Linked DNA regions of Mus musculus: regions 2, 3, 4, 5, 6 and 7 are each linked to region 1. A link is a contact called in public Hi-C, HiCAR-type, HiChIP or PLAC-seq and promoter capture Hi-C data. All regions are on one chromosome and are shown on one strand. The core of a region is the stretch at or near the end of the contact, and the rest is flanking DNA. Distances in the headings are between cores, read along the strand shown.

Region 1 (3,883 bases), core at 468-2,967:
TGAAGGTACATGAGAAAAATAAAACATGATTACGTAGAAAATTGGATGTGACGGTGTACGCCTGTAATCACAGTGTTCAGGAGATGGGGGAAGAAGGCTAGTAGTTTGAATGAGCCTCAGCTGCATAGCAAATGTGAACCAGCCTAGGCTACAAGAGACTGACTCTGGGATCAACACCACAAGCTGGGAACATATCCTTCACTTCTGACTACTCTGATATTAACACTAAGAGCACTGGCTACTCTTCCAGAGGACTTGAGTTCAACTCCCAACATTTATGTGAAGCTTAATAACTGTCTGTGACTCCAGGTCTCTCTTCTGGTCTCCACAAACACCAGGAATACACGTGGTACACAGACATGCAAGCAAGCAAAATAAAAAATAATTAAAAAAATTTAAATGTACGAGACCACACTTCTCCAATCCCACCAAAAAAGTCCTATCTATTCTCATTTAGACTTCTGTCTGTGAGTCCGGTGGCCACCATTTGGAACACAATAAGAACTTATCCTATCCCAGTTTTGGACTTCATCATACCAAGACCTTGGGTCTCATATTTAGAACAGATTGCTTCTTTCAGAACCATAGCTACATTAGTCATTTCAGACATGGTCTTTCCAGTCTATATTGCCTGTTTCCTATGGTGTCTAAATCCATAGGGTCCTGTCACCTTGCAGTCATGTGAAAGAAGGTGGAAAGTAAGGTAAATAGATGTATTGTTGGGAGGGTTAGGGAAGGAGAGGACTTAGGCTCAGTCTCTTTCAGTTCTCACAAGAGTAATCTGGTCCAGAGGGCCAAAGCATGCCCACGGGAGGGTTTAATCTCGATAACCAAAGAGTTGCACCTGGGTGTTGGGATCCTGTTGACTATTCCACCAGATCCCACATCCGCTCCCAGCTGTTGCCCAGCTCCAATGCATACCTGTGTCCACTGCAAGGGCCCTAGTACTCTCTTCTCTCCGTGATGAACATTTGATGCTCAAGACAGCTAAGTATTTCCCGCGTTTGTCTGACTTGGAAGAGGTTAGATTTGAGATGCTAGTTCACTTCGTTCATACAGGCTGCAATTACTGTGGACCTGTAGAGCGAATACACTGTAACAACTCTGTGCTAGGATTTGGGAGGCAAGAATTCAAGCTCTAGCCTTGGGTAGGTCCACTCAGTTCTCTCTAGACCGCAGATAGAACGCTCATAGTTCAGGCACCCTCCACCAGGTGGCTCTGAAGACCAGGAGAACTAACTGGGACGCTTTTGACAACAGAACATCAGAGAGACTGTCAACGTTACGCTAACAGCAGAACGAGGACTGGCAGATTTGTACTGGACTGCAGCAAGTTCAGGGAAGAAGTGATTTGAGCCAGATCTCTGATCTTGAGCAAACGTGTCTACTCAAAGAATAAATAGGTTTGGGGGGTCGGAGGGAGGCTGATTGAAGAGCAAAATATATACAATTCAAAGGCGCACAAGATACTAATGTTTCTAGAAAGAGAAGCCTAGGCTTCTAGGGTCTGGGTGATTCCCAGCATCTAGAGGGATACTTCGCCCAGCTCAGGTGAGTTTCTGGCCGCTGTCAGAAGCCTCACGCCCCGCCGCTTGGGCGCCATGACCACGCCCCCATCCTCGGCCCTGCCTCTCGGGAGACATAACCACGCCTCCACCTTCAGCCCTGCCTCTTGGGCACCCTGACCACACCCCCATCGTCAGCCCCGCCCCTCCCGGAGCCCGCCGCTGGAGCTGGCCTAACCCGCTGCTGAGGCGAAGCAGCCTAGTGCCCGCCGCCGTAGGGCGCCAGCGGAGCTCCGCGAGCCCCGCAAGTGGCGAAGTCCGGGTGAGCTAACCGTCCCGGCTCCTCAGAAACCGAAAGCAACTCAGGGTGGTGAGCCGGAGGCGTGTGTGGTAGCGGGCGAACTGAGGCGACGCGGGACACCCGCGCCCGGCCGAGGGCACTTTTGCAAGACTTGTGAGCACAGCCCGTTAACGTGAGCTTAATGCCAGGGTCTCGAGCCTGCGCCGGTGCTATAGCGCGTGCTCGATTGGAAACAGAACCCGACTCTGCAGAAGGTGAGTTCCAGATTTCAGCAGACCCGGGCGCCTAGAGGTGAGCACCCACCGCAGGTTGGACGGAGACAGTCCTCACACCACTGCTTGACCCCCTTGCCACCCAACTGTGAGGTGTTACAGTTCTGAGGACAGTTCTGAGGACTTTTGTTGCGGATCCCTCTGGGCCATTCTGGTTGGCTTCTTTCTTCCTCAGCCTCTCCACTCTGTCTGCTGACTTTCCATATTTGGCTATTTTACTTTCGTGAGAACTCTGTTTATCTCGCTGCGGCAGGCGCGGGGCTCGTCGGAGTCCAGTTGTGGGCTAAGGTCTGTAAAATGAGGAGAGACTCCCTTCTCCCCAATCCTCTCCATGGCCTGTGAAAAAAGGCATCCAGCTTGTTGCAATAAACATCGGGCATAGGTGCTGTGTGAAAACTAGATTAGGGCCAAAGAGGACGGTTCCCTTTTCCAGGAATATACACATTTTTTAAAAGTCTTAGGGAATACTTAAAATGCAAAGAAATTGGTTAAAGCATTTCTGAGAATAGAACTTCCTGGGTGTGTGAGAGATAATTTTAGACAGCAAACGTCTGGGTTAACGAGTCCTCCCCAATCCAGAGATCCTAACATAACTGAGAGTCTGGATAAAAACCTGACACCTTGGACAACTGATTTAAACAGAAAAGGCAGAAATTACAGATGGAAAGATGGATGGGAGATGAAGGTGGGAAAGGTAGTGAGTTCAGGAAATGGGTTGTCTCCAGACTCTGGACTGTAGTCTCCCTGGTCTCTTGTAGGGCTAGCTGTGGAAAGGGGCCACAACAGAGAAGGGTGACGTTCTCAGGGTCCCTGGCTAAGGCCGGTGGTGTGGGACAAGGATGGCCGACGTCAGTGGAGAACCCACTGGATGTGGGTGGATGACATAGGGGCCCAGCCACTGGGAGTAAGAGCTTTCCTTTTTGGGGTATCTCAGGGTGACTTGCAAAGTTGGGGAGCCAAAGCCTCTGAGTCAGTCCTGTTAGACTAGGGGGAGAAACAGCCTTATGTAGTTACAATCCCCACTTTCCTGAGGGGGGCCTTGAAGAAAAAAGAGCCACTAAACGTGAAGCTGCCCCTTATGGTCCATTTGCTCCTCACTCAATGTCATGTGCTCTCATTTTGTCCCCCACGACACCCTTGTGAGTCAGGGTAGCTTTGCACATCCCCCAGATGTCGAGGGGAAGCACCTAGTGTCAACTCAGTCCTGAGCTCTGCTGCTGGGCCAGGCGGGGGACTCTGAGGTTTCTGCTTCAGGACTGTCAGCTTGGTTCCTCAGAGAGCCACAACTGCCTACCTCCCCTTTAGTCTGAGGGGTCAGCAAAAGGACCCAGATTCCCCTAAGTGCCTGGAGCATCTGTTCCAGCAATGTGGGTAAAGTTCTGCTGGAAACTGCCCCTGACGTTGTATGAACCAATGCCACACTGTCCACGCAGCCAGCCAAGTGACTGGGGAAGGATCTGTGTCTGATTTTGTGGTAGCCTGGAATCTGGCATTGGTTAGCCTAAAAAGATGTTGGCTGAACTGCACTCCGTTTATTTGGGGTGTGCCTCCCAGTTACTGAGGGCGGGTGTTAGTAAGAGTTGATTAGATCCCAGGAATCAGATTAAGATGCAGGTTATAAATAACCTATCACATTACACTAGCTTCTCTTTCCCAGAGAGAAGGGAGAGGTCCCACATGATTTCAAGCTAGAACTCAGAAAACCTCATAGCAGGGAATGGGCAGCAGCCAAGCCTGAGCCTTCTGAGGCAACTCCTATGTTCTTTCCAGTATATGTTGAGTAGAGGAAGCCAAGACTCTCTGGA
Region 2 (3,883 bases), core at 817-3,316, 1.2 Mb after region 1:
ATATACCAAGTCTTACCCTCTGCCGACGCTCTTCCCCCTCCACTGCCTCAAGAAGAACCAAGAAGAACCGCACGCAGGGGCTGGTCTTCGGCAGAATTGTCTAGACTAGCAGGTCAGCTCTGGGATGCCCTGTCCCTGCCTCCCCGGCATGAGGACACCTTCCTTACCTTTCCATGGGTGCTGGGGATTCCAACCCAGGTCCTTGGCTTTGTACAGCAAGCCCTTAGCTACCTGAGCCATGGCTCCAGGTCCCCACACTTGTATTTAACAGACATGCTACTCTCAAGTTCTCACAAAGCACTGCCTCCTACTGCATTATCTGGCAAAGTGTTAGGGTTCTGAGGACTATACTTCTGGGGTTTGTGTCTCAACATCTACTATCACTAAGGTTTGCTTAAGTTGTATTAAGATTTTGTTATGCTGAATTTCTTTATTATGCTATTTTTCATTAGAAAAGATAACCTATATTGTGTACTTTAAACTTAAGTACTCTCAAACTATTCTCTAAATCAACCCTACTGTAAATCTTTAAGGTCACAACATGGGCACTATATCTTGCAATTGACCCCGAAAGTCATTCAAAGGGATTTCAGCACTTGGATCTTGTCTTGTTTTGTTTTTAAATTTAAAAATTTTGAGGTGGCCCATGAGTTTGATCCCAGCACTCAGGAGGCAGAGGTAGGCAGATCTGAGTTGAAGGCCAGCCTGGTCTACACAATGAATCCCAGGACAGCCAGAGATACAAAGAAAAACCCTCCTTCTCTAAAAAACAAACAAACAAAAAACCAAGACAAAAACCAAGTCCAAGACCATCAGCACAGGCTGGTGGTGTCTCTAATTCTCCTGCCTCCACCTCCCCAGTGCTATAACGGTTTACTTTCTGTCTTGAAATGTTTCTATACTGCAACCTGCACAGTGACGCTTATTCTTTGGATTGGCAGTTATTTATACCACATCTTTTTCTTGTAAGATAGTGAGCTTTTGAGGGTTCGAACCTCAGTATTCTCTGAAAGCCCAGTCTCCACCCAAGGGCCAAGCACACAGCTGGTACTCAGAAAATGCCATAGCACAGGAACCAGGAATGGAGTGGGCAGATCCCAACGGCTTATGTAACGACAGTGTGCTATTTCCCACGCGTGGTACGATATAGTTTCAAAGGTTATACAAACCACTGGAATCTTAATAACTAAGTCCTCAAAGTTTATAGGAGAAAAACATAATCCGTACATCCAATTTAAGATTCGGTGGATACTACTTGGGGTGACATTATTAGAGGCTGCATGTACTGTGGCGCTTTAAAATTTCAAGTGAGTTATTTTTTTACTTTTGGAGGCGGAGTGTCACGCTCGCTGCCTAATCCAGGCCAGCCTCAAATTCATGGTTATCCTCCCGCCTCGGCCTCCGGGGTGTGGAAAGTGCAGGCGTGAGCCATCACGCCAGGCTCTCAAAGAGTGGATTGAAAGAAAAATACCCAGGACGGAGCAAGAACTTGAGTGGCGGTGAAAGTTGGCCTCCGCGTGACCGACGCTGCCCAGCCACCCCGGGGCGCGCAGCCTCCCTCCGGGCGGGGCCCTGCGCGCGGGCGGCGGCGGCGAGCGTGGAGGCCGCGCGAGGCCCGCAGGATCCCGGAGGCCGCGGCCACCGCTGCTGCCCGCCCGCGCGTTACCTCTCCCCGGGCGCCGCCTGGCGCGTCCCCGCCGCGGACCCTCTTCCTCCGCCTTCCTCCCGCGCCCCGCCGCCCCGCCCCTCCCCTCCCCGCCCGCCCCTCCAGGTCCCTCCCTCTGTCCATCCCGCCGGCCGCTCGCCACTGACCGGCCTCGCCCCGCCACACAGCGGCCGTAGCCCCTCCTCACACAGCGCCACGTCTCCATCTTGGCTCTCTGTGAGCGCCCAACGCCCGGGCCCGCGGCTGCACCTCAGCTTCGGCCGCTCGCCGGGTCCTACCGGATCCCCATCACTCGGCTCCCGGCCGGCCGCTAGGCATGCTGGGAGGAGCGTCTCGCCGCAGGCCCGGTCACCATCTTGCCTTCTGGGGCAGTTCCTTTAAGCAGTGCGACTCCGGGCATGCGCAGAGCGTGCGCGGACAGCCATTTCCTGGTAGGGCGGAAGGCTAGCGCTTGACGGCTTTCTTAAGACATAGGAAGGAGCAGGAGCTGCGTGAGACCTAAAGTGTATTTACGTGGTTGCGTAGATCCAAAAGGTAGATTTCCACGTTGAGGAAATACTATTCTGTGGGTTCCCGTAGAACTTTATAATTGATTTTGTGCAAATCTCAGAGAACCCACTTGTACATTAATTAGTGCGTTGATGATCCGAGTCTGTCAGATCGAGCGTAGCTTTCTTGGAAAACATAAATGGAGAAGGGACAGCGAGAATAGCGAGGCAGAGGGCACTGGAAACCAGGGTCGCTGCTTGCTTAGTTTCTTTGGTAGAGCTGTGTAGCTGTGGGTAGTAATTTCTTGGGAAGTTTTGTTCTTTTCCTTGTGTTAATTTTGAGAGATACTTTATCCTTCGTGTATATCCTTCTCTTTATCTGCAGTTGTTATATTGTGTAAACATGTCAGGAATGCTGAATTAGCAAACTCTGAGGAAAGCTAGTCTCTGATTGCACACGCACACTCGTGAGTGTCCTTAGACAAAAGTCTTGTGCAGTCCAGGCATTCGTCAAACTTATCTCACATGCCTGTCTGAGCACTGTGGTCACCAGCAACGTACTGCCATACTTGGCTTCGGACCACATTTTCATCAACCAATATGAAGTCTTGTTTTATGCATGTTCCTTATTTAATTTATATTGTCACTTCATTAACGTTAAACTCTGTCCAACAGTCTTCTGATACATACCTAATTGAAGATAATTTAGTACACATATTTTCTCTATATTACATCATTAACTTTTGTCACCTCAGAATCTTGCAGCAGTATACTTGGGGGGCACTTTTAATAGAAAAATCAGTAAAACTGTGGGAAAGGGACACTAAGTAGTCGGTAGAAAGGTTAGTTTTTTACGGTCTGAAAACTCAAGAGGGCAGAGTGCCTTGTTTAACCTCAGGGACAAGCACACTAGGCAACTAAAATTTGCCTTTCTCCTTGTTGGAGAAAAACCAAAACACTGTGAGGATTGATTTGGACATTTTAGGTAGGTTTTAGGGAGTAGGCAGTTTACAAACGCAGTGTCCACAAATGGGGGCTGACTGCTTGAGGTTTATACTGTCCTATTTTCTAAGGGTGATCACAATGTTGTTGTTAGTTACATGTGGCCAGTAGTGTCCTATATGCCTTGTTCCATAATCACATTGTAAGTGACTTGTGAACAGTGTCCATGACTCCTGTTCAAATCTATTCAACCTAGTACTCTACTGACTACACAACATACGGCAAACAAAGATCATTGATAGGGTTATTAACTGGAGCAGACTTAAGGAAGACCTGTCAATCACCAGACTTTCTCCTCCAAGCACACCTTAGCTCCTCTGCTTGTTGTGCAAAGAAAAATGTAGTGTTTTGAAATAAGCAAATGGCATTAAGGTCCTTCCTTCCTTCCTTCCTTCCTTCCTTCTTTCCTTCCTTCCTTCCTCCCTCCCTCCCTCCCTCCCTCCCTTTCCTTTGTTTGAGACAGGGTTTCTCTGTGTAGCCCTGGCTGTCCTGGAACTCACTCTGTAGACCAGGCTGACCTGGAACTCAGAGATCCACCTGCCTCTACCTCCAGAGTGTTGGGATTAAAGGCGTGCACCACCAACTGTCAAGATGCATTCTTTCAATGAGTTTGAAGGTTTCTTGATGACGAAAGACACTTTGGGAGCTGTCTGCTCTAGAACTTTAGAGAGAGTAGTTACCTTATAGCAGCATGGTGATTATCCTAAGGGTTGGAGAACTCTTGTCT
Region 3 (3,883 bases), core at 996-3,495, 1.1 Mb after region 1:
GGGCGTTTGGGATGAGCAAACAGGTGGGTTTCCTTTTAATTAGGAACGAGATTCCCTGGGCACACATTGTCTTCTCCCTCCTGATTCTTTCCCAGGTGTGCTTGTTGCCCGAGGACCGTTAAGAATGTTCTGACATAGACTGGCGTTACTGTGCTCAGTGATGACTCCATCCATAGTCTCATGCCCAGGGCTCTGTCCTGGTAGGTTTAGAACCCAGGTTGCCTCCATTGATCCTCTACTGATCCTGGCTCCCACCCTGCCTGCCTCATAGAGGTTTCCATCCCAACTCCCACATAGAGCTGAGCAGCCAGAAACTAGTCCTAGGCAGGGCTCTTCCCCATGGTGTCCAGCTGGGAGATTTGCTTCCCATGGTTGACAGACAGGCTCCTAGATGTTCCAAAGAAAGTTACATGACCTAAGAGCCAAAGGGGCTCTGGTTTTCCTCACAGAGCAGATGAACTGTGTGTCCTGGGATACACAACTCAGCAAGAGACAAACCTAGACTTATTGGACCTCAGGGTCAGCAGTCTGTGGCTTCTTCCACTTTGGCTTGCTCTTTCTCAAAATAAAAGTAAGAGAGAGAGGAAGTGAGAGAGGGAGGGTGGGATGGAGGAAGCAAGAAGGAAGACACTATCACTAAGAAAAAGGTACTTTGGGCTGGTGAGATGGCTCAGTGGTTACTGGCTGGTCACCAAGCCCGAGGTCCTGAGTTTGACCCCTGGAACCTATGTGGTATAATGAGAGAATGGCCACCAGTACTTTGTCCTCTGATCTCGACACACACACACACACACACACACACACACACACACACTCCACACGTACACCTACATACTTACACACGCTCTCCAAATCCGTACACCTGCACACTTACACACGACAAATGCAAAATGTAAAAGGTTTAAAAATATTTATTTCTAATATTTTTAAATTACATGTCTTTGCATATATGTCAGAGTCAGCACAAACATGAGAGCGCAGGTGCCCAGGAGGCCCAACTTGTGTGATCCTCCTGAAGCTGAGAACGGGTGCTGAACCCAAAGTGCTGGTCTTCCTTAAAGACAGTGATCTTAACTCGCTGAACCCAATACTCCAGCCTCACGTATAAACACACACACACACACACACACACACACACACACACCACACCACACACACACCACACACCACACACACACACACACACACACACACACGGGCTGGGGGGGAGGGAGGGGGAGAGAGAGAGGGAAAGAGAGAGAGAGAGATAGAAGGAAGAAGAAGAAGAAGAAGAAGAAGAAGAAGAAGAAGAAGAAGAAGAAGAAGAAGAAGAAGAAGGGAAGGAAGGAAGGAAGGAAGGAAGGAAGAGGAGGAGGAGGAGGAGGAGGAGGAGGAGGAGGAGGAGGAGGAGGAGAAGACGACAAAGAGGAAGACGACGACAAAGAAGAGGAGGAGAAGCTGTGGGAAGGCCACTCCCTTGGCTTCAAGCATCCCTCTACAGTGACTACAGAACAGAAGGGGCTCGAATTGCCTCTCACAGCAGCTTGGGTTGAAGAACCTTGTTATCCACATCTACTAATAGAGGATTCAGGGCTGTACACACTTGTTAATCTGGGGAGAAACTTGTAATGGAGAATTTAAATAAGTATTAAAGTTGGCCTTTCCTAGAGCCACCCAGAGCCCTGTGTAGTCACTGTGCCCAGCTCCTCGACCAACACTGCTCCACCAGGCCCACTACTTCCTTATCTCATCTCCGGAGCTTAGCTGCTGCGCCTCTGCCCGAGGGAAACTGGATCTTAGTCCCTGGACAGTCGCTCCAGCTCCGCGGGGCTCCCAGGATACTGCAGCATCGGATTTCGCGTGGCAGCCCAGCTTCCCTAACTCGTATCCCCTCCCGCCCGGGAACCCTGGAACCAATCGCAGAGACGCAGAGCTCCGGGTTGTAGAGTCCCAAGCTCGGGACCCGCCCCTCTTTGTTGCGGTGTCCAATGGCCGCATTCGGAACATCGGCGGCTGCCCGGGTGACTCAGTTATATGTCACAGAATAACATTCGAGAATGGGACATGGAATGAGGCGACGACCGCCTCAACCCCAACAGCCTTCTGCAGCAATGAGGCCGGCCCGAGGTGGGTCCCCGGGCCCCGCGCGCGTCGTGGCGGCCCGCAGCTGCCACTCGCGGTGCCCGCGCGGGACCCGCGGGAAGGGGGCGGCGCTGCGCTTGCCCGGGAACCCCGGCTGGAGCCGCCCCTCTCGCGCCAGGGTTCGGGGGGCTTCCGGGAAGACGCCAGGCCTCCCTAACAAGCAGAGGCTGCTGCGGCTCCCTCGCGCCAACCCCGGGCGCTCACGTGCCCGCTCGCTGTGGGACCGTGGCAGTCCACCACATCTGGGGACCCAGGGATGCGTGAAGCTGGAGGGGACCCTCGAGTCTTCTTGCTACACAGCTGTCTTGCTTTTTCCTACCCCGTCCCCTCCTCACCCCGCGCTCCTTGCATGCCTCCCCATCCCCGAGTGCAGCTGGGTGTGAGGCTTCGTGGCGTCTTTCCAGCCGCCTTGCTAGGTAATCGGCGGGGCTGGAAGCTCGCGTTAGTCCTGAAGGGTGGGTCTGGGGCAGCGAGGCGGGAACCCCCATGCCTGTCTTATTGAGCTGCAGTGTCTGCTGTTTCCACTGCTTTCAGGCCCGGTCGGTGAGCGGGGTTCCCTTCGTGTGTCCTACGGCCGCGAGAGTTAAAGGCCACCCCAACCTCCCGCGGGGCCCTGATCCCCGGCGTGCCGGCGTCCTCCGCCCCCTTGCCGTGTGCCCCTCATCATGACCGGCTCTGCCGCCGACACTCACCGCTGCCCCCACCCCAAAATCACCAAAGGCACCCGATCCCGGAGCAGCCACGCGCGGCCCGTGAGCCTCGCCACCAGCGGGGGCTCCGAGGAGGAGGACAAAGACGGCGGGGTGCTGTTCCACGTGAACAAGAGCGGGTTCCCGATCGATAGCCACACCTGGGAGCGGATGTGGCTGCACGTTGCCAAGGTCCACCCCAGAGGGGGAGAGATGGTAGGCGCCATCAGAAACGCTGCCTTCCTGGCTAAGGTCAGTGGCTTCGCTGGAAAGGGTGGGATGGGATGGGCGGGTTGGCAGGGATGGGACCTGCTCAGCCCATCCTTGGCAGGGCAGGGAGAAGAGACCTCGTGTCCAGCTACTGAGTCCTGTTCTGCTGCCAAGAGGAGCAGGCAGGGGGCTTGCTGGCTAAGCTCTGAGGTTGGGCTGAGCCAAATCCATTATGTATTCAGCTCCTGTAATATCTTCATCAAAAGCTAATGTCACCAGGTCAACACCAACCACTCCAAGAAAGCATAGAACCCCAGGGTCCACCCTATCTGCCCTCCGTGAGTGTTTTACCTCCCCCCCCACCCCCAGGTCTCCCTAGCAAATGACTTATGGAGTGAATTTGTAATCAATCAGCCAGACTTCTCAGTGTGAATCATTCCTAGAGTTTTTGCTAACCATCTTCATCTTCATCATCACACTCTTCCTATCCTTTTATGACAGTGATTTTTGATTTTTACCTCTGAAGCTTACAGAGAACAGTGACCTGTCCCTTACCAGCTTAATCTGGCGCCAATGAAGCATTTGGCTGTGGCTTAAAGGGACTTTCCAGGACACTGGATGAATTAGTCTCTGGAGTAAAGGGAGACACCAAGTGACCCTCTCTTTTTTACTCGGGAGAGCAGCCAGGGAGCAACTGAGCTCAGTGGCCAAGGATATGGTTACAGAGAGACATGTTCTCTGGTGGGAGTGTCGTGTTATATAAAATGAAAACCTGGAGTGTGGCCATGGAGGTGGCTTCCCTGGACCCCAGGGATCCCGTTTGCTGAGCAGGACTCCTGAGAGGTGCAGGAATCACATATCCC
Region 4 (3,883 bases), core at 975-3,474, 1.1 Mb before region 1:
GCCAAGGTGTGCAGAGCACTGGGTATAGCCCAAAGCCATGGACAGGAAGGGATCCTGTCTGAACAGCACCACACAAAGACCTCTCTCACAGTTTCAGAACAGGAGACTTGAACCTTTCCGGTTAAGGTTTGTTTCAGATTTAATGAAAAGACACACAAACACGCATAAATACATATTTGTATGTGTGTGTGCATGAGTGTCACAGCGGACATTTTGTTTTGGAACGGCCAAACCATGAAACTGCATACCTCACCCAGGTTGAGAAACCTGCCTGTTTGGAGCAGCTTGTTCACTAGAGAACCGAACAGAAAGGAATGATCTGATCTGTGTTCATAGCTTCTCTAATCAAAGGCCCAGCTGAGTGAGGGGTGGGGCCCTGGAGAAGTCTAGAAAGCCCAGGCCAACTGTGCTTAGTGGGAATGAGGCAGATACTGTAAGAGCTATTCATGTAGATATCAGGAATCTGAGACTGGAGGATTCCAAACTCCAGGCCAGCCTGGGCTATATGTTAAGCCCCTGCCTTCCTTTTTAAGCTATTTCTATCATAAAGTTGGAGGAGGGTGTTATTTTATCCCAGGCTCTTCCCCAGGCTCCAGCTTGGTTCCTCGCTCCCATCTTCCCACCTTTCCCAGGTCTCACACATCACACACACACACACACACACACACTTCTCTTGTTTCTCCCACCCCAAGCTTCTAGCTTCCTGTATTTAAGAAGTCATCCATAACTGTTCACTTGAGAACCCTTACTTCTCCCAAAACAAAACACTTCCAATTCCACCCCTCCTGAGACAACTGCAGTAAGCCATTGGACCGTGGCCTCATTTGATGGTGTTAGGAAAGTAGCTGAATGAATGAGGTCAGACCTGGGACTCAGGCTTAAGCCCAGTGTCTACTTTGTCCTTTCCATTCGGGTCCACATATGAATCTGCAGCTTCTCATGCAAGGATGTTCATGGTAAGATCTACAGGAGAACCCCAGGGTTGGTGCCCCTGAAGACATCCCTAGGAACTGCTGAGAACCCAGAGCTGGGGTCTGGCCACTGGAACAAAAGTAGCTCTGCCTGCAGAGGAAGCAGGAGTGGAGCACTGGGGCTTTAAGTTCTGCAAAGCATAACTGAGATCCTGAGATGACAACACAGAGGGAACAGGCTTCACCCAGTATGCAAGCTGTTAGGGGAGAGATGAGCAGCCATGGGAAGGGGCTTCTGTGGTGAAGGTGTGGCGTTTCTGGAAACAGAGCTGAGGCAGGAGGATCAAACAGTAGCAGGATCTAAAGCCTTGGATCAACACTCTGTGTGTGTGTGTGTGTGTGTGTGTGTGTGTGTGTGGCCTCCTCACTGCCTTCCTCTCCTTTCCAAGATGCTCCAGGCTCCTGGGGTAAGGTCTGTAGCCTTAGAGCTTCTCAGATACTCTAACACAGTCGTCAGCATGGGTAGAGTCAGGGTGCGGGGGCAGGAAATCCTGTGCTCCACTTGCAGCAACGTGAACATGGCTGGGACTTTCCTGCTTGCCTTATGGAGTCTGGGAAGCAGAGCTCTATGTACAAGAGATTTTGTTCATGCCCTAGACTTGGGTGGCAGCCCCTATTCCTACTTGAAAGGGGATACTGTAAATTGTCTTGCATTGCAACATAAATGGAAAAATAATCTGGGGGTTGGCTGAGATACATAAACCCTTGGGAGAGGAAAACACTGAATTGAGCATGATACTACAGAATAGGAAGGTGCCCAGAGGACATTCCAAGGACTCTGTCTGGGGCTTGTGTCCCTTCCACGCTATAAGGAGATGATCCTGGTCTTTAAACTTGGTGGGTTTGGCTGGCTTCTGCACTGTAGATTTTGGGCAAAGAAAAGTGCATGCAGTTAGTGGGAAGACCAACGCAGAGCAGGGCGGGGTGGGGCCAGCTTAGTGTGTTGCCGCCAGACTGACAGTGAACAGGCCCCTCTGGGGAATGCAGCTGTTCTACCTCTTACCCCTGCGCCCGAACAGTGGAAGCCTTTGTCCTTCTCTCTCATTGGTCCCAAGCCCTGTGGTTATTGTAAATGCCAAATCCCTTTCTCTCTGCTCTTTCCCACATGCGGCTGAGAAAAACATTAATAGTAGGAGGCACTTTAGAAAATTGTTTTTGGCAAAGATTTTTGCTTTTGCAAGGCCCAGCTGAATAACACAGGAAGCAGAAAGGGTGGGGGCTCCCCCTGGTCCCTACAGTTAGAAGAATTAAACAAATAAGATCAAACGGGAGCTGTGCGATGCCACTCCCTGTCTTCCCCAGGCACCCGACTCCCAGAAAGGGAGGCCCACCTCATCCCAGACACCCTCTTCCACCCTAGTCTTTTTAGCCATGAGGGCTGGAAGTCAGTTTGACACCAGGAGCCACAACATCCAGGCCTGGAGAAAGGACTCCAAGAGTCCCACAGAACTTGGGTAGACAAGTCAGAGAAGGAATATGAAAACCACTACAGACTAACTGCTCACAGCTCTATCTCTAAAAAACATACTCTCATTACTGACACCCCCACTACTCCAGACAGATGTCCCCTGGGTAAAATTCAAGGCTGGCAAGGGGGGTGTACACAGGTACAAAGATCAGCAAAGTAGGTGAAACGCTCCAATGTATGCAGGTACAAGGATCTTATAGCTGAAATGCTACAAGACTAGAAGCCAGAACTGCACCTCTGCTCATCTTTCTCTGCTTGGTCCTAGATCAAGGGATACCTACCTTAAAGTGCCACGAGGCACCTCAGGACCTGGGGCTCACGGGACGGGGCAGGGACAGACTATTAGGTTGACCCAGCTTCTGAATCGCTCTGTGACTTTCCAAGAGGCCCTCTTACCCCTCCCCGTGTCCACACCTACTCTGTTTCGTATCTGTAGGTCCATTTCTCACTTTTCAAGGAATTTCTCAGGAGTCCTGCCAGATAGGGAGGAACACACACACCAGTAGTCATTCCTCTACAGCCACAGGTTCCAAAGCCTCAGATTCAACCAACATTGGATCGAGTATAACTGAAAGGGGGTGGGGGGGGAAATCCTGTTTTTCTTGTCTTTCTTGTAATTAGTGCCAAGTCCATACGTTATAGCTGACATTTCCATGGTATTTCCAGTGTACTGTGTGTGAGAGTCAGGGACGACTTTAAGCATACAGGAAGATATACATACGCCTTAGATAAAAGTACACATTTACATACAAGAGAGTTGAACATTCTGAGGGGCTCTAGGAACTCTCAGTGGATATGAAGGGTGTGAAATGCAAGGACTGCCATGACAGAAACCTTTGCCCCACTGTCCTGGGCCCTGAAATCAAGGTATCACCAGTACCAGTCTCCCCTCCTGCTGAATGGGCTGCCAACACCCATCTTGTCTTCTGTGGTCTTCCCTCAGTTTAACCTTGTGTTCTGGTCTTGTTTTAGAAAAACACTACCAGACTAGACTAAATTCATTTGACTGCATTTAACTTCATTGAAGGTACAGCCTCTGTCTTAGGGTTTTACTGCTGTGAACAGTCACCATGACCAAGGAAACTCTTATAAGGACAATATTTAATTGGAGCTGGCTTACAGGTTCAGAGGTTCAGTCCATTATCATCAAGGTGGGAACATAGCAGCATGCAGGCAGACATGGTGCAGGAGGCTCTGAGAATTCTACATATTCAACTAAAGGCTTCTAGCAGAATACTGGCTTCGAGACAACTAGGATGAGGGTCTTAAGCCCATGACCACAGTGACAAACTTACTCCAACAAGTTCGCACTTCCTAATAGTGCCACTCCCTGGGCCAAGCATATTTAAACCATCACAACCTCCAAATATGCTCCCGTTCTACATAGAATACTGTAGCTCACTGCAGCATACAAACTGAAGGGTGAACAAACACACTTCAACCC
Region 5 (3,883 bases), core at 506-3,005, 1.1 Mb before region 1:
AGAGAGAGAATCACCCACATTTTGTTTCGATTCCCAATTATTTAAAACTGCAGCAGCATTTTTCTATACCACAAGACAGTGACACTTCTCAGGATGAATAGCAGCGCCATCCTCCACATCAACACAGGCTGTATAGTGTAACCTGTGTTATCCCACCCTCAGGATCCAAGATGTGGTGTCAGCCCCATTTGACAGCTGAGTTAACTGAGGCACAGGGATAAGGTTAAGTGGCCTCTACCTTACCTCTGGGATGCACCAAACCCTGCCTTTGTGCCCTGCACTCTGAGCCTCCCCCATTCTACACATAAACCAACAAGGACCCCAGGAGGAGCCACCAAATTGAGAGGAAGCGATTAAAGACATCTAAATCAGACCTCTCTAAACCTTCAGGCCACTGAAACTGTGCCCTGCCATCTCCAGCTGCCACCACATGAAAATGAAAGGTCTGTTTTCTCTGACAGATAGGAACCATCCAGTGATAAGACCACCACCCACCTCCTCACTGTGAGCAGAGGGCAGGGGCACTTTCAGGCTCCTGGGGCACGAACTGTCCTCATTGTCTGTTCCAGGAGTGGATCCTAGACCTCAAGCTAGAAGGCTCTGGTGGTTTGGGCCAGGTCTCAAAGGCAGCTGTTGGGACTGCCCTAGTTTCCCATTCTTCCTGAATGGAACTGAAATGCCAGCTCCATGAATTTTCACCTTGCCTCGGAGTAAATGCTATTCTACTGCTCACATCCTCACACACCTCCTCCCTGTGGGTTTGGAGTTGGTGGATGACAAGGCCAAGCTGTAGGCCACTGTGCTGTCATGTGTGACACACAGATCTAACTAGCAACTTCACCAATCCCTGCCCAAGCACCTTCGCCCTCTCCCTTCCCTAGCTTCCATCTTGATACCCACCAAGAAAACAGGGAAGGCTGGTTACCACTTTATCACCGAGCGAAGCACGGCAGCCCAGGCCTCCCTTCCAGGCAGGTATGGGAGGCTTTCTGCTCTCCGCGCACCGCCTCCAGCCCCTTCAGGCCAGGAGGGCCTCACCCGGCAGAGCTGCCACGCCTGGCGCCACCCTCCCCAGCACCTAGCTTGGCTACCTGGAACTCCACAGACATCTCCCAGGCCCAGTGTGAGCGGCCTTGACTGTGTTAAGACACTCGGAAAAAGGAAAACAAATCCGACCAAACCCTAGGTCATCCTCATCCCGATTTTCCCTAAACAGCCACTAGAACCCAGGGCCTCGGGGCCTGGGAAGTCCCCGCTGGGACAGAGGAGCCAGCCTCAGAGTAAGCTAGTTAAAACCGGAGAGGCTAGGGTGGAAGGGATTCCTTCCTTCCATCCGATGGTGGAGCAGGCGGAGCAGAAACAAGCTCTTTCTGCGGGAGGGGATCAGAAGGGGCCCGGTGCCGTCCCAAAACTACTTGAAGAAGGGTGCCCAGCGCCCAGCACCCAGACTGGTGCGGGACACGGAACCCAAGCCGGCTCCCCCGCCCACATCAACTCCAATGGGCCCGGCTCCACCCGTCAGGTGTCTGTCCTCCCTCAGGTGGCTTGCCAACGCCGGCGTCCCCACCTGGCCTCAGTCCGTGCTCAGGAGCAGGTGCACAAGAGTTCACACCGCCGCAGCACAGGAGCTCCCCCGACGGCTAGGTGCGGCTGGGAACCGCGGGCTCCTCTGCGGCCGGCACAGGCCCGCACCTGCCCACCTCGGTGCCCAGTGCTCAGAGCCTAGCCCTGGATGCCACAGCCCCTGCACGGTCTGGTCACGCCCTCCAGGTGTGGCCACATCCCCCGGAGTTCAGGATTGGTGCATTGCGAGAAATCTGATCCTCTGCGTTCCTGGGCCGCCGGCCCCGCCCTGCCTCTTCGTCACCCTACGCCCCTGCCACCGAGGGAGCGGTCCCTGTGTGGGCCTCACCCTGCGGGTGTCCGATCGTCCTGGGGACTTTGGGGGGGAGGGTTCTAGGAGTTCACGTCGAAATAGAAGAGCGTCGCCCCTCCCGTAGTGACCCTGCACAAGTGAGGGTTCTGAGACTGGGCCCCAGAACTAGCACGAGGACCTGCGTAGGTGGACTTGGCTTTGAGAAGCTACTCCAGGACTTGTCAATGCACCTTCCAGGACTGCCCGTGGACCCCGTGTTCTACCTTAAGTTCTATCTATTCAAAGGCGACCGCAATTTTCACTTTTTCCATTCTCCATGAAGTGCTAGTTGAAAGCACAGACCCTGGAGCCAGTTGTGGCGTTCAAACCCCCACCCCACCTCGCCCCTGTCTTTATCGGACACTAGAGACCTAAGAAAGTTTTCTCAGCAACCTGAGCTTCCGTTTCTTTTCTGTAGAGTGGGATTTCTAAATCGCCTGCCTGGTAGATTATGTGGGCATTCAATATGTGTCTATAAAGTACATAGCACGTTTGGTTATTATTGAAGTGAGGGTAGAATATCCCACAATACCTTGCAGAGTAAGAGTCTTTTCTGCCACCTGGAGTTCATGTCCTGTGTGCCTGACAAGTGCCACCCACCTGCCCTATCCATTGATCAACTATGAAAGCAGCGTCCAGGCAGTGAGGCAAACCCTTCACCACCAAACGCCGCTGAAACAAGGAGATGGAACATGGGCAAGGCACTTAGGAGGAAGACTGAGGGTGTAGCTCCTTTTTAGAGTGTTTCCCTAGTATATCAAGGCCCTGGGTGAGAACCTCCCCACTGTCCTAAGAATAACAGCAATGAAAGGCGTCCACCACTCAGGAGACTGAGGTGGGAAGACCAAGCCTTCCTAACCTAATACTGTATAGAGTGAAGTTAGTATTAGTTGTCATCTAGACAGCCAGAGGACAGCCCTCTGGACAATGGGGGTGGGGGTGGGATGGGGTTGTATTGATTAAGGTTAGCCTCTGAGAATGTCTTCGAGGGATTGTCTTGATTAAACTAATTGATGTGGGAAGGCCCATCTTAATTGTAAGCAGAATCATTCACTGAGCAAAAAGTGGAGAAGCTAAGCCAAGCTTTAGCGTGTGTGAATCTCTGTTCCCAGCTAAGGAAACTTGAAGCTCCTGAATATTGAAGCCCCAGGATTGACAGGCTGTGCACTCTTGAATGCAGTCAGGAAAAACTTTTCTCCCTTAAGTTTCTTTTTCTGGTTATTTTTATCACAATGGGAAGGAAAAAGAAGACAGTGAGTTTGAGGCCAGCCTGGGATCCATAGTGAGACCCTGTCTCAAAACAGTAAAATAAGATGATGAGGGAGAAATTGCAGATTGGTGTTGTGATCGACTGAGGGAGGGGCCCCCCAGGACCAGAGTGCAGCTTTATTTGGGTGCTTAAAGAAGTGATGGAGTCAAAATGAGGTCATTGTGTTGGCTCTAATCCAATATGACTGCTGTTCTTATAAAATAAGGAGAGTCGTACAGAGGCAGAATGCACAGAATGAATATGATTCAGAGATAAGGGAGAAGACGTCATTGAAATTCAAAAGCAGAGGCCCAGAATAGCTTCCTTCCTCCAGTCCCCAGCTGAATAACAGCACTGTCCTTCTAAACGCCTGAATGACAGGACAGTAAGCCGTCTGTCTGTGGCATCTGTTCGTAAGTTAATAGAAGTTGGCTGGAGAGCCCCTGGCTGGTGACAGATGTAGCTTCGCTCCTAGTCCCAGCTCAGTTTGGGATGTCACCGGGCAAAGGCTTGGGACAGCAGAGAGGTCTGAAGCCTGACTCAGCCAGCCTCTACTTCAGCCACTGCCTGTGACCACTCTTCCCTCTGCTCAGGGGAGGGGCTGGCTCAGCACTCCAGCCTACTCTCTAGGACTGATGCTCGGGAAAGCTCAGGTCTTCCCTGGGGAGAAGGGGGAAGGCTGACCCTTGAAACCAAGCAAATGTCCCTTCAAGTGTGTG
Region 6 (3,883 bases), core at 551-3,050, 1.0 Mb before region 1:
ATAGGCCCTCCGTCAACCTTATTGAAGGTGACTATCAATACTTTGAAAGAAAGGGACTTCTTTTCCAATAGTCAGCAAGCCAATGCTGAGACTACTTGGATGGAGATAGGGTGAATTTTTGCCTAAAACTGGGAATAGTCTAGATTTGCATGCTGGAAACCACGTGAGAGCAAGAGTCACCTCAAGTGCTGGAACCTTCAGCTTCTGATGAGATCTCTGGAAGAACACGAAACTGCATGTCTGGGGGTGTGGGGTAGGGCCCTTGGGGTGCAGTAAAAGGAGAAAAAAGTATGGCTTTTATTGGTTAGAGCCAGGTTACACGGTCACCAGAGCCATAAAACCTGTGAGGACACTTTGCAAACAGCCTTTTGTTTATCTAAGTGACTATACCTTTCAACTAGACAGAAGACAGATGTCTATTAATGAGTTCCTAGGCCAGGCCAGGTGCTGGCTACCACCCTTTCTGTTTGCATGGCTTTTGATACTTTTTTGCTGGGGGGGGGGGGTTGTCCCCCACCACCACTGGCTTTCCCACTCCCACCCTAATTATTAGTAGTAGATGACCCTGGAACAGAGGGCGGACAGGTGGACCTGAGTAAACCCCTACTCTTCCACAGAAAGATGTTTCGATGTCTCCAGTTGTGCTTTGAGTCTAAGCTGGAGCTAGTACTTTGTTTACATTGAACCTCGGTTAGTTTTGAAGGGAAGTATGTCTTTGTGTGGTGTCAAACAGCCTCACCTATTGCTGTGTGTCCTTGAAATACAGGCCTCAGCTATTTTTGTTCGTTCCTTTGTTTATTTAGAGAAGTTGGGTCTTGTTTTATTTTCCCTGGGTAACATCAAATTCACAGAGATCTGCCAGCCTCTGCTTCCCAAGAGCTGGGATTTAAGGCGTGTGCCACCATGCCCGGCTCAATTTTATTTTTTAAGTAAAGGTCTCTAACACTTCATTCTCTTGCCTCGGCCTCCCGGGGACTGAGATCACAGGTGTGAGTCACCACTAGTTTATTTGCTGTGTGGGTTTGTTTTGCTCAGTGTTAAAGATCAAACCCCAGGATTTGAAAAGTACCTTGGCTAAGCACCCTACATATGAGCGAGCAACGCCCCTGGCCCGTTTAGGCTATTACTCACACTCAGGCTAATACACATCAACTTTAAATGTACAGTTTCACTCGTTTGGGTGATAACACATACAAGATCCTACTTTATCTTGTGTGTTTCTGCTTTTGTTAAAGAAGCAATGTCAGGAGAGGATCACCTCACATACTCCCAGAGACTAATGAATGATCTTTCTTGCTAAGCATCGGTGTCTGCATCTTTCTCAACAGACTGACTCGCTAGATCCGTCTGGACAGTGTGCCGTTAAGTGGGGTGTGCGGGCACCCTTAAGCGATGGTCCTTATTCTTCTGAGTAGCATTCAACCATTTCTGCTAGCATACATTGACATATCAAAGCGAACCACGCGGTTGTGGATTTCGCTTAGTGCTTGAAAACCAGTGCAAGGTCCTGGGTTCAGTTCTTAGCTCCTGGGAGAGGGACAAAGGACCACCAACCTCGTCCTCCTCAATTTTGGAGAAAAAAAAAAAAAAAAAAAAGGTAAAAGATAAGCACAAAGCAAGCCACTCCATCCCGGAAAGACAGCCAGTCCCTGCAGCCCTAGGAGCTGGTGTTCCGATCACGCATGCGTAGACACGCCTATGTGCTAGAGGCGCTCCGGCAGGGGGCAGTATAGCGACCAGAGGGTGTAACGCCTGTCGTACTCTCTGGGCGTAAAGCAGCTTTGCTTTACGGCTCCCGCCTCCGCCGTAAAGCCAGCGTGCCCACGTGCGACAGCGACAACTTGCCACTGGGAACCTTGTGTTTTGTTTGTTTGTTTGTGGCGAGCTTGACGTTTCCGCTATGGGCAAACGCCGGAACCGGGGCCGCAGCCAGATGCTCAGCACCATGACCAAGAAGCAGAAGAAGCACCTCCGCGACTTCGGCGAGGAGCACCCCTTCTACGACAGGTCGGGGTGCGCGGGCCGCCGGGAGGGCTGGTTCCGGCCGAGTTGAGCCGGGTCCGGTCGGTGCAGGACGGGAACCCCGCTGCGGAGGTGCGCTCTGCACCGGGACCTGCTGAGACCGCGGGCCGTGCTGCCTGTCATCCGAGCACGCGCGGGCTCAGGCGCGAAATCGCAGCTTAGCCCAGCCAGGGCCGCGTAAGGGTCTCCAAAAACAGGACGGGAGGTCGGGAGATAAAGTTGGCCCTGAGAGGTGAACCCCGGTGTGCCGTTAAAAGCCAGTTTCTGACTTATCCTTTCTTAAGAGATGTCATTGAGCTCTCTTGTCTGTTACCCTTTTGTCTGCTGATCATCTCTGCCCTTGTGCATGCAGAATTTCATTTTTTACACTGACTGGATATTATCCTGTATTGGACATTTTTTTTTTTTTTGGTATTCATTTAAAGCAGAATCATTATGCCTTTTCGTGATTGTTACGAACTAGCAGCTAAAGTTTAATGTTATCTATTTCTATTTTAGGGTTTCCAAGAAGGAAGCCAAGCCGCAGATTTGTCAGCTGGTAATGCTTTTTTTCTTTATAGTAGTTGGAATTGGGTTGTTACCTTTAAGATTGGGTGTAAACGTAAAGTTTGGTTTGCATCCCCGTGTTTCTCTGTTTTGGGTGTGAGCTGTGATTTTAGTAATGCTACCCAATTGGTTGTAAGTGATGGAGACAGCTGTAGAAATTACCATGTGATGAGAGAGGCTATGGTTGGAAACTACCCCATGACACTGTCTTAAGTTCTGTGGAAGGGGTTCATCAGAGTGCTGGCTCCTTGTGCATGAAAGGCTTCACACAGTATAAAATGGACAAGGGGCCCGGAGACTCAGACAGTGACACTTGCTTGTAATTCTCCTCTTACATCATGCAACATGAAACCTGATGTCTGAGATGTAAGTTAAAACTCATAACCTGAAATTTTGTTTGAAAAGTCAGTTTTCTTTCCACGTGCAGCTGATGTCAATTAGAACCATAGCTTGGTTAACTGTTTTATTTAAGTTTCATGCCCGGCTTGGTTCAAGAGATGAGACTGTAATATTTGCTGAAAAGCTCATAGGGATTTTTGTTTTGTCTGTGAGTTAATGTATATTCATTATACAAAGTAGCGGGTTTCCTAAGGACTTTTCCAGTCAAAATTATCTGATCGTATTCATTTCCTTCCTTTGACTGTTTGTCTTCCATCTCTGCTCATCCCTTTCCTCTTCCCAAATTCTTGTCCTTTTGATTTCATGACTTCTAATTTCTTTTAAATCTAGTTTCCTTGTGCAAGAGAAAATATTACTTGTCTTTAGTCTGACTTATTTTTACTTCCTTATCACCCATTCTATCCATCCCCTTGCATGTGATATAATTTCCTTCTTTGTGGTTGAGGAAATTCCACTAATATGTATTTCTCACATTTTCTTTCTTATTTTTATTTTGACAACAATATATATATATATTAATTTCTCATTTTTCTTTAGCCAGAGAGTTCAGATTCTTCACATTCTGAAAGTGAATCAGAGAGTGAACAAGAGCACGTTTCAGGGTACCACAGACTGCTTGCTACATTAAAGAATGTTTCTGAGGAAGAGGAAGAGGAGGAGGAGGAGGAGGAGGAGGAGGAGGAGGAGGAAGAGGAAGAGGAAGATGACAGTGCTGTAGGTGATGCAGAAATGAATGAGGAAGCTGGCAGTGAGGATGGCAGTGTGGGAGAAGCTGCTGTCTCGGAGGCTGCTGAGGAGGCTGCTGAGACACAGGAACGTAAGTGCCTGGGGCCGGCCTGTCCTCTTCATTCTGTGTTGTGTGGGCTGAGTGAGAGCATGTGGTTCCAAGGCAGAGATTCAGCCTTGTTGGGTTGGG
Region 7 (3,883 bases), core at 870-3,369, 1.0 Mb after region 1:
CGCATGGTAGAGACTGCACTGGCTCTATCTATAACACCGTCACTACGGCCAGATAAGTGACAAACAACAGAGAGTGGCAGCCTCTAGAGAAGTGCAGGGCTATGCAACAGTAAGTTGTCCCCAGGAAGGGTTCAGGATGGATGGGGAAGTCAAGGAGGACTTAAAATACGAGATTGTTTGAAACTGTTGTCAATGGGCACGCCTTCTGTACCACTTCTATAATTAAGAAGTAAGCATAAATAATGACTGATAATTATGAGCTAGAGTATGTATTCTATACTAGTATCTTATAAAAAGGGCTGTGATATAGCTCAGTGGACAACACTTTGCTAGCAAGAGCAAGGAAGGCTCTGCTTTCAATTCTTAGCACTAAAGGGAAAAAAAAACCTATTTTATAGGATAAGATTCTTACTATATTAAACTCTTGAGGACATTTAGAAAACAAATTGTCTTTGAAATACTCATTGCTGTTTCATCTATCATTTAAGAATGTCACTGTGTTTCTCAGTCTTTCCTAGATGTTTATCAACAAACCTTCTCTACTTCTGATTCTCTTTAAGATCTCATTCAACAAGCTATTAGAGGTGAAGTCACATTTGTCTATTCCTACATGTAAATGTTCTCATTATCTTAGCATTTTTCTATAATCAGATAAACCCTCTTAGTTACAGTCATCTCCCAAGATAACTATTAAAAACATTAAGTGCCGTTTCTCTCCTTGCCTTACTTCTAAGGAGAGAATAACACAGGAGCTACTATTCCCAAAACTGGGGTATAAAACTACAATCCAAGGAAGGTTTCTTCATTATTCTTTCCCTTAACCACTGTTGTTTTAGTTTTTGATGCTGACAACCTCTATATTTACTCTGCACTCTTGTCATTGGTCATGAATGTGCTGTTACAAGCTTGAAACTTTCCCCTACATATAGGCTGTTTATCTGCTTGAGTTAGCAGTCCTTCGATCTCTAGTGTCTTTTCCCAGAAACCATCATATTCAGGGGTACACAAAATATAGGAGAAATAAGTGTGTTCTAAGGGTTTATGGGTGCCGGGGGAGCAACAGGATGCACAGGTTCTACGTAGCCCTGGCTTGTCTGGAACTCACGGCGTGGACCAGACTAGTCTCGAACTCACAGAGATTTGCATGCCCCTGCCTTCCGAGTACTTGGCATACACTGTCATGACCAGCTCAACTAGAACTTGGTAAAATTTAACACCAAGACAGCTTCTTCATCTATTTTCAACTTAAAAAGAAAATGTTTTCTCCCCGAATCCACACGATGTTATAAAAACAAACAAAAACAATAACAATGACCAAAAACCTAGCCAGATGACTGACTTCAAGGATTATCATTTCCTGGAGAATTCCTCATACCAACCAGCAAAGTTGCGCTGGCCCACAGGAGAGCGACTTTGTCTTTACTGCGCACTTAACTACCAAAAGAAATGTTTTGTAAAACACAAGATTTGAAAGCTTGCTATGAAAGCAAAATGTGATGCCTTGTTTATACGTATAGCGCTGTACATGTTCAAGAATATGGGTACACTTAATACCGCCTGCTTCTTAAGATTACATACGTGTTCGCCCTGTATGTTCCTGACAGGAAGCAGCACCCAGGCGGCACTAGCATCTAGTTGCCTTCCCTGGCATTTCCCAAGCCAGTCTTGGGCATCGTTCCATCTGCGAAGGCCTGACATGGGCCCCGAGCCAGAGCCAGGATGCGCTGGGTGAGGACCGGGAAAGAGGGGTCCGTACCCACTGTGCGTCCCGCAGCGCGAGCTCGCGGACGTCCTCCGGCAGCACGGCCCCGAGCTCCTGCACGAAGCGACCGCACATCTCCATCACTTCCATCACCGCCCTCTTCAAGGTGCAGCGCACTCGGAAGTCCTCTAGGGGAGAGTCTGCTGCCGTGGCCTGAGGGTCTGAGGCGGCCTGGGCATCGTGGTCCTGCGGGGCGGAGACGAGCACTGTTTCAGAGACAGCCGCCATCTTCCCGGTTTAAACTAAGGCGGGAATCGCTGAGACCGGAAGGATGCTTCCCTCCCTGGAACGCTCCTGCACGCGTCCGACTGGAAACCCGATCCGCCGCCGCCGCAAGGTTCCGCCTCGGGTTCCGCGGCCCCAGAGTTCCGCCGCCTGGCTTGCAGTCGAGAAGCCTGCAGGAGTAGCTATGGGTTTGGGGTTAGTGGACTGTCACTGCCATCTCTCCGCCTCGGACTTTGACAACGTATGTGAGGGGGACTTGGGGCTTGCGGGAGTCGGGAGGGCCGTGTCTCCTTTCCCGCAAGTTTTTCTCCCCCAAATCCTCAGACCGTACCTAGTCTATGGCGACCCTTTCGAACCAGCGTCCTGGAACTGACATTCCTCATCTTACACGGCGGTTAACTATTTCTATGAAGCTTTAGTTTGTCGTCTCAACACCCCTTTCTCCTACCACTCTTGAGGTGTGCTGATCCATCCAAGCCCTTAGCAGAGGTTCTAGTTCTGGCCCGGCAGAGGGACAAACAAAAATAATAACACTTGATGGAGTGAATGTGTAGGGATGGAAATAGGTTTTACCGGCTACATTGGGGAAAGTGAAGAGGAAGGAGAAGTAGGTGCCTTTTTCTTAGGAGGTGACGCTTAGGGTGTGAGTGTATGGTAGTGATGAACACCGGCAGGTTGTAGACCTCCCATACATTATAGAATTTGATCTGTTTTAGTTAACCAGCAGCTGGAAACACTTAATAAAGGAGAAATTTCCAGGAGCTGGGAAGGGTAGGTCAAGGTCAGTAAGACATTTGGATTGCATTAGATGCACAGTCTTAACCCTTAAAAGTTTAAAAACAAACCCATTTTAAATATATATAGAGAGCGAATATTCTGAAGACAAATTTGCTGCTGAGTGGCAAAAAGGTGGAGGAGAGAAAGTGAGAGCATTTAGGAAACGTCTCAGTTTACAGACAAGAGCTGGTAGAAGCCAGTACAGTGAGAATATCATGAGAATACCATGTACTCAACAAATTTTAGGAATAACACCAACAGTACATGCATGCCTTGGATAAGAACAGCAAGGGGAGGAAGAAATCGAGCATGACTTAGATTTCAGTTTGTGCTTCCTGTAAGGAAGATGGTGATGGCCTTTGCTGAGACGAGAAAAGGTTTGGGATCAGAGTGGGCAGGTGGGCAGCTGGAAATCCTAGTGGGGGGATATTGGTTAAGTCTGATCTCATCCAAGTGGAAAGATTAGAATACATAATCATTTCAAATGTGAGTCGTGGGTCTTGGAGAGAGTAAAAACTCTGTAAGTTGGAGATTCAGCATGGTATCAAAAACCACGAGAAGGGGAGGATATAGCTTAGTGATAGAGATCTTACATAGTGTGGTCGAGGATGTTAAACAAACAAAGGAAAAAGGCAGAATCCCTTAAGGCAAGTGGAAAGAGAACAGAAGAGCTTGAAGTCACAAAAAGGACAGAGAATCAGTCAAGGAGACTGAAGAGTTACCTACCACTAGGCTGTGAAAGCAAATCATGAGGGAAATGTCCAGAAGCCTCTGAGGGACAGAGTGAGAGAGGACAGGAAAGCTCTGTGTGTTTGGCAACAGAGATCTCTGTTTTGATATAGTGTGCATCATGGACTGTGAGAGTAAGGAGGAGGGTGACTTCATTTTCTGCCACTCTGTTCCTTGCTAACAATGTTGTCCTTAATGGTGCCTCTGCTGCCTGTATATGGACCAAGAGCAGTTAATTACTCGTGTAAAACAAACGTGGTTGCTTCTGTTTGTTGTAGGATCTGGATGATGTGTTGGAGAAAGCCAGGAAGGTAAGCTAGAATCCATATCCCCCCCCCTTTTGTGCCCTTCCTGTTTCATTCAACATACTGTTTTTAGGGACCAAGTAGG

The links. Promoter capture Hi-C pulls out the DNA fragments that hold promoters and counts their contacts. Hi-C and Micro-C count contacts between places; a contact is called where the count stands out from the background. HiCAR-type assays count read pairs that join an accessible place to other places. HiChIP or PLAC-seq counts read pairs in DNA pulled down with a chosen protein or histone mark.
Region 2: an H3K27ac HiChIP or PLAC-seq map of bone marrow-derived dendritic cells shows a contact between it and region 1, with 6 times the contacts expected there. The contact joins the promoter of Angel2 here to the promoter of Traf5 in region 1. A contact is called at or near these places in 4 of 39 promoter capture datasets (erythroid cells, liver, neutrophils and 1 more), 2 of 484 Hi-C or Micro-C datasets (CD8 T cells and regulatory T cells), 5 of 115 datasets of contacts at active chromatin or transcription factors (bone marrow-derived dendritic cells, bone marrow-derived macrophages, large pre-B cells and 2 more) and 3 of 9 other capture datasets (adipose tissue, liver and macrophages).
Region 3: a promoter capture Hi-C map of the HPC-7 cell line shows a contact between it and region 1. The contact joins the promoter of Vash2 here to the promoter of Traf5 in region 1. A contact is called at or near these places in 2 of 39 promoter capture datasets (the HPC-7 cell line and hippocampal neurons) and 1 of 9 other capture datasets (adipose tissue).
Region 4: a contact with region 1 is called in a Hi-C map of B cells, with 11 read pairs. The contact joins the enhancer-like site here to the promoter of Traf5 in region 1. A contact is called at or near these places in 1 of 39 promoter capture datasets (pre-B cells), 2 of 484 Hi-C or Micro-C datasets (B cells and bone marrow-derived macrophages), 1 of 115 datasets of contacts at active chromatin or transcription factors (large pre-B cells) and 1 of 9 other capture datasets (liver).
Region 5: a contact with region 1 is called in a promoter capture Hi-C map of embryonic stem cells, with 4 times the contacts expected there. The contact joins the promoter of Irf6 here to the promoter of Traf5 in region 1. A contact is called at or near these places in 4 of 39 promoter capture datasets (the C10 cell line, cranial neural crest, embryonic stem cells and 1 more).
Region 6: a contact with region 1 is called in a HiCAR-type map of astrocytes, with 3 times the contacts expected there. The contact joins the promoter of Utp25 here to the promoter of Traf5 in region 1. A contact is called at or near these places in 2 of 39 promoter capture datasets (cranial neural crest and embryonic stem cells), 1 of 115 datasets of contacts at active chromatin or transcription factors (astrocytes) and 1 of 9 other capture datasets (liver).
Region 7: a Hi-C map of B cells shows a contact between it and region 1, with 10 read pairs. The contact joins the promoter of Tatdn3 here to the promoter of Traf5 in region 1. A contact is called at or near these places in 2 of 39 promoter capture datasets (hippocampal neurons and neutrophils), 2 of 484 Hi-C or Micro-C datasets (B cells and CD4 T cells) and 1 of 9 other capture datasets (adipose tissue).

What each region holds. Positions count from the first base shown.
Region 1 is chr1:192,090,433-192,094,315 of GRCm38.p6, reverse strand. Traf5 (TNF receptor-associated factor 5) reads left to right here and starts at 1,717. Exons shown (of 14, transcript NM_011633.2): 1 at 1,717-2,060.
Region 2 is chr1:190,926,688-190,930,570 of GRCm38.p6, reverse strand. Angel2 (angel homolog 2) reads right to left here and starts at 2,066. Exons shown (of 9, transcript NM_021421.4): 1 at 1,813-2,066. The coding sequence starts at 1,871.
Region 3 is chr1:190,977,360-190,981,242 of GRCm38.p6, reverse strand. It overlaps Vash2 (vasohibin 2), which reads left to right and starts at 2,245. Exons shown (of 8, transcript NM_144879.2): 1 at 2,245-2,537; 2 at 2,656-3,062. The coding sequence starts at 2,787.
Region 4 is chr1:193,187,587-193,191,469 of GRCm38.p6, reverse strand. The region is part of intron 8 of Traf3ip3 (TRAF3 interacting protein 3); the gene reads left to right. Among named protein-coding and RNA genes, the nearest start is that of Traf3ip3, 12 kb to the left of the region's middle. Within about 2 kb of position 2,224, at least 190 of the 459 cell types and tissues checked have an H3K27ac peak or open chromatin away from gene starts, as enhancers often do. A contact at or near this core is called in B cells, where this site is marked.
Region 5 is chr1:193,150,984-193,154,866 of GRCm38.p6, reverse strand. It overlaps Irf6 (interferon regulatory factor 6), which reads right to left and starts at 1,755. Exons shown (of 8, transcript NM_016851.2): 1 at 1,568-1,755.
Region 6 is chr1:193,128,168-193,132,050 of GRCm38.p6, reverse strand. It overlaps Utp25 (UTP25 small subunit processome component), which reads left to right and starts at 1,800. Exons shown (of 12, transcript NM_145415.2): 1 at 1,800-2,007; 2 at 2,521-2,560; 3 at 3,505-3,784. The coding sequence starts at 1,901.
Region 7 is chr1:191,061,146-191,065,028 of GRCm38.p6, reverse strand. It overlaps Tatdn3 (TatD DNase domain containing 3), which reads left to right and starts at 2,119. Exons shown (of 10, transcript NM_001357166.1): 1 at 2,119-2,228; 2 at 3,772-3,804. The coding sequence starts at 2,172. Nsl1 (NSL1, MIS12 kinetochore complex component) reads right to left here and starts at 2,008. Exons shown (of 6, transcript NM_198654.3): 1 at 1,757-2,008. The coding sequence starts at 1,990.